Regions from separate parts of the Danio rerio genome. Here region 2 is linked to region 1. A link is a contact called in public Micro-C data. All regions are on one chromosome and are shown on one strand. The core of a region is the stretch at or near the end of the contact, and the rest is flanking DNA. Distances in the headings are between cores, read along the strand shown. Region 1 holds the start of ebf3a (EBF transcription factor 3a). Region 2 has its middle 200 kb from the start of ebf3a.

Region 1 (2,793 bases), core at 103-2,602:
TGTTAGGTTCCTGAAAATAAGCATTTGTTTGGGGTCAGATTGGCATTACTGGAATGCTGAGATTTTATTTTTGTATATTTATAAAATGCATGCATTTTGTCTGTATGCATGTTCTCCGAAACACATTTACGCTTTCATCCAGCAACTCTACTTCTAGTTTGTATCAATCCCCGGCAATAATGTGTGTAATGCATGTATCTATTTAGTTTAGTGTTTTGCTTTTCTGTGATATCCGTCAAAAGTGCTTTACGGCGCACGTGTTTCCAAAGATTCTAGATGTGGAACTTTTTTAGCTGAAAATTCAAAGCAGTATTCCAGAGTGGCGCTTACTTTCTCCTTTTCCACAAAGTCCACAAAAGCTGTCCTTTCGATCTCCACTGGCTGTCCCTGTCTGTCATAAAGCGCCAGGACGAAGTGGAAAAAATTGGATTTTCTGAGGTTGGATGGCGGTTGTTTCTCATAGTGCGCCCGTGCCAGACCAACTCCACTGCGGGGGAAAACAAGACACCAGTGTGGGTTAAAACAACAGGCGTACACACTTGAGATACAGATAGATGTAGATAGAATGAAAACATGGGAGAATTCTTGATTTGTCACTTAAACTGTAATATGATGTAATGAACAGGGGAAAGCGGCGAAGAGGTGCATGGGGAGAGTGTAATTGATACATGGCATATTGGGGATTTAGGGGTCGATCTGAGAAATGCATTAAAAAATCGGATGATTTGGCAAACGTACCTCTGGGCGGCCGTGTGCGCATCCACCACCCCAGCCGTGTGCATCCACGATCGGACCGGATTCATGCCACTGCCCAGCGGTTCCTCTTTCATAGTGGTTCCCCCTCTCGGTATATTTTCCTGAATACCAAACATTAAAACAGTTCGCGTGCAACCCACTTCCAGCCAAAGAGATGAAATGAGAGTGTGAGCGAGGGCGCGTCGTTTCTCCGAGAGCCCCTTCGGATAGCCGTGAGAGTTTGTTTGGGATTTGTCGAAAAGAAGAGAAGAGAAAAAAAAGCAGTCCCGACTCCTTCTTCAGTCCGTCCTGCGTTGGCACCACATGAACGATTCAGCGCGTAAAAGATTCTCAAGCCTCTCCAGCAGCTTGTTTGGATAGATGAGAGATCCTCCCGTGGAACAAGTCGCGCAAATAGCCGGGATATTCGACTTGTTTTAATTCAGTTAAACATTTCTTGCAACTTTCGCTTGTTGTTGTTGTTGTTGATGATGATGATGATGATGGTGATGATGCTCTTAGCTTGGTGGCATCCTATAACAACAGCATCAAAAAAGGCTTCGGGACACTGCTGAATCCACCACTTCTGGCTCCAAAAGACAAATAAACGCGTAAATGATCACCGTGGAGGTGTTCCCGGACACGGGAGAGGATGATGAGGGGCCTTTAGCGCGTCTTTGCAGAATGGATGGAAGCATACAAAACTCAACCCTCTATCCCCCAGGACTGGAACCTTTCCCGGGAGCCAAAAACTCCAGACCCACGGGATCCACGCTGTCAGAGGATGACGCGCACGTGGGCGGGGCTTTGCCCATACATGGAGAGGATTGACGCTTCCTGTCGCTGGGCTTTAAGCTTGGACCGTGAGTACGTACGCGAGTGGAGTCACTGCCGCTGCTGCTGCTTTTCCAGTGAACATCATGTCAAGTAATCATCAGAGAGGAACAAAAAAATGAATGATAATGAAAGCCGGCAAATAAAGCGCGCGGCGCGCAGGAACTATATATCCTGCGAGGTTAAAACTGCCATGCAAGTTTATAGAGTGCAAAAGAGGGGGGTGGTGGGGTTGGGGGGATAGAAATAATAACGATAATAATAATAAAAAAAGGAGCACTGACCACCCAATTCCTAGCAGCTTTCCAGAATTAAAAAGAAAACAGAAAGGCCATCGTCGCAATGACAGTGCCAAACGTCCCTGGCGCCTAATTGACAAACGCAAATCGATTCACCGGTTTCTCCTCTGATTACTCTCAAGTCGAGAAGGTGCACTGGCATTTTAAGACTAGATGCTCCTTATAATAAACACCCTGGGCATCTGCATAATGGCGTAATGCGCGCGTCCTAAATTATGGCAACATTGACTGCTCCAACCTAAAACACACTTTGCGTTCTGCGTTCGTGGAGCGAGCCGAGGCGATGCCAAACTCCTAGTCCTAGCGCGTACACGCGTTAATTTTGTAAATTATTGCAGAATTACATCTGAAACTGTGAAAGGACTCGGGGGAAACATTGCGTCCACCCTCTCCTTCTATGCGCAAGAAGTAGGATGTCTTTTGTAATAAAAATATAATCATTTATCGGGACAATAAGGGTCATTTTCTTTCTTTCATTTGCTAAGGTGCTCGTGTCTTCGATATTGGCAGACTCTGCATGTATGTTAATATTTGAATTAAAAGGAGAAAATGGAAGTCCGATGTTGGTTATCTGGGGACCATGTGCGCTGGAGGGAGGGATGGATGGATGGACGGAGAGAGGAGAAGAGAGATGTGTTTTACACAGCAATCTATTCTGCTAGTGTTGGGGGTTAATGACTATTGCCAAAGATAAGTGAATTATCAAAGCTGTTGCTCTTGCCTCGACTCAAAATCCATCACATTGCATCGTCGTCTAATTAAATACGTAAGTAATAAAATTATATTTTACGACAATTTAAGATTGATATGCTTTTTTTGTGTGTGTCTATGATTCGCATTGACTTTGATCTATGCATACGCTGAATGCCTGTGTGAACTAATGTTAAATGACACTCTAGCCATTGAATGATTATTGTAATTACTA
Region 2 (2,793 bases), core at 190-2,689, 200 kb before region 1:
ATCGTCTTACAGCAAGAAGTTCACTGTTTCGAATCCAAAATCCATTTCTTGTTTCATGTATTATATTAAGCACAACTCTTGGCAATAATAATAATAAGCTGTTTTATAGGGCATTACATCTATCATATTATAATTATTTATCAAGAATCAATGTGACAATAGGGTGCCATGGTGGCTCAATAGTTAGTACTGTCGCTAGACAGCAAGAAGGTCACTGGATCGAGTCCCAGTTGGGTCAGTTGGCATTTCTGTGTGGAGTTTGCATGTTGGCATGTGTTTCCTCCGGGTGCTCGGCTTTCCCCCACAGTCAAAACACATGCACTATAGATGAATTGGGTAAGCTAACATGGTCAGTGTATGTGTATGTGTGAATGAGTGTGTATGGGTGTTTCCCAGTACTGGGTTGCAGCTGGAAGGGCATCTGCTGCGTAAAACATATGCATGAATAGCTGGCGGTTCATTTTGCTGTGCCGACCCCAGACTATTAAAGGAACAAAGCTGAAAAGAAAATGAATGAATGAATGAATGAATGAATGAATGAATGAATGAATGTTACTTGTTTTGGAGTGTTCTGAGAACATTTAAATTATTCTTCCAATCATTTCAGTACATTTCTAAAATGAAATGTTCATTAGCAAAGCATATTTTTATTAGCATGACATGACCCATGATTGTGTTTTTAGCTTTTAGATGCTTTAAGTGTAAACCGAACGCCTCATTCTACACCATCTGACCGTTTCTGCATGTCTTCTGTTCAGATTTGTTCTATTTTTAATGTCCGTGAAAGCATGATTTAAAGGGACAGCAGCAGGGGGGGTGGAAGGGGTCTGTAGCAGGGCCAAACTCTGCCCCAAAAGAGCCGGCCCTTTAAGGAAGCATCTGTTGTGTTGAAGGACAATATCCAGTCCAGGACGTTAATGTGTTTGCGGGTGGAAAAGAACGCGAGTTGCTCTCTGCGCAAACCCAAAACCCACACATACGCGACCCAAAGCGAAAAACAGATGTCATAACTCATTGACATAATGCTTAAATTAAATACAGAAATGCACTGCATGCTTGTGTTTCTAATCAAGTGTTGTTTGCAGTGCGTTTAGAGTTCATTACATGAGTTAATGACCTTGTAAAAATGTGGAAACAAGTTTAGCAAAGCCACACTTGTAAAATGCTGCCTCAGTTAAACTAAGCCTGGCAGAGGATATTTAATGTAGAGCCATTAAAAAACGACACGCCAATCACTGGGACAAGCTCGAAACGTTCATTTGGGTTATTTAAACGCATCCCACTTTAAGTATCTGGGTTTCCTTGCAGATCCTGAGGCTCCGTGGTCTGTTCCTCTGAAACCCTGGTGTGTTTTTGCTCAGCTCTAATTATGCTTTATGGTTTGGATGGATTTCTTGTTAACTCTCAGACTCGTGTTTCGCGGTGATGTCAGCAGAGGTGCGGTCTGTTTATATGTTATGGGGCAGATCGAGCGAACTCCTGAGAACAGGAAATGACACATTTTAAGCTAACCGGCACAACTCGATCCAAAAGCAAATATTTAAACAGAAACGCAATGAGATAATGAGGTGTGCAAAGAAAATGTGGGCCTAATAACATGTGCGGAGAGCAGGGAACGAAGAGCTGGAAGTAGCAGAGCTCATGTAAACATCACACTTCTCTAGTAACAAAGTGACAACTGATCGTTCTCAGTAATTAAAGACGCACCACGTATCAGCAGCATGGTAAACAATCAGTTGTGTAATTGCGGAGCGCCTTGTCATTTGCATTGGATGCACTTGAGTTTATATGTTGCTGGGATTCATTTAGGCAACAGTCCAGAATACAACGGATTTATTCTGAAGAGTAGGGATTTTAATCAATTGCAATTACTGTGTTAGACGTCCGGATAAAAGCAACGTAAAAACACACATGCCTCAGTGTGTGGAGAGACTAAGGAAATTCTCTCCTGTCTTCCAGCACTCTTGTGTTGTTTGATATCCAATAGAGGGCAGTACAGTTTAGAGGAAGTGCACACACACACACACACACACACACACACACACACACACACACACAAAACATTGGCAAGTTGTGCTATATTAAAATGCTCACTATTATTTTTTGTGTGTATATACACACACACACACACACACACACGTTATTTTGATTTTACAACTACATACACATGTATATTAAAGTGTGTTTATATGATTAAATGTGTTTTATTAGGTCTATTTAACAATGAAAACTTCATATATATTTAATTTAATGATATTATTTTAATATTATTTTACACAACCATATAGATAAATACCTTAAATTCTGTCTGCTGTTTGTTTGTTAGTATATGTATTGGCTAAATAAGTTTCTATATTTAATATAGTTTATCTATTTATCTTTATTTAACATTTTTTTATTTAAATAGAATCTTTATTTAATATTTACTAAATAAAATATATTGTGTATATTAAACATTTATTTACACATATATGCACTTAATTTATTTATATTATTCAAATATTAGTTCACAATCTTATAGATAAATATCTTAAGTTCTGTCTGTTATTTATTTATTAATATGTATATTGGCTAAATAAGTTACTTTATTTAATATAGTTCATTTATTTATTTTTATTTAATATTTTTTTTGATTTACATAGAATGTGTTTCTAATATTTAATAAATAATATATATATGTATTTTTATATTAAAAATGAGTATTATTTCACACAAGCGTACTTAAGTTCTGTCTGTTTTTAGTTTGTTAGTATGTATATTGGCTAAATAAGTTTCTATATTTAATATATTTTT

Evidence for each region. Hi-C and Micro-C count contacts between places; a contact is called where the count stands out from the background.
Region 2: a Micro-C map of caudal fin shows a contact between it and region 1, with 4 times the contacts expected there. The contact joins the enhancer-like site here to the promoter of ebf3a in region 1. A contact is called at or near these places in 3 of 18 Hi-C or Micro-C datasets (caudal fin and embryo) and 1 of 4 datasets of contacts at active chromatin or transcription factors (embryo).

What each region holds. Positions count from the first base shown.
Region 1 is chr12:44,516,404-44,519,196 of GRCz12tu, reverse strand. It overlaps ebf3a (EBF transcription factor 3a), which reads right to left and starts at 1,352. Exons shown (of 16, transcript NM_001080602.1): 1 at 739-1,352; 2 at 331-487; 3 at 1-10. The coding sequence starts at 872.
Region 2 is chr12:44,715,392-44,718,184 of GRCz12tu, reverse strand. No RefSeq gene overlaps it. Among named protein-coding and RNA genes, the nearest start is that of ebf3a, 200 kb to the right of the region's middle. Within about 2 kb of position 1,439, at least 8 of the 62 cell types and tissues checked have an H3K27ac peak or open chromatin away from gene starts, as enhancers often do. A contact at or near this core is called in caudal fin, where this site is marked.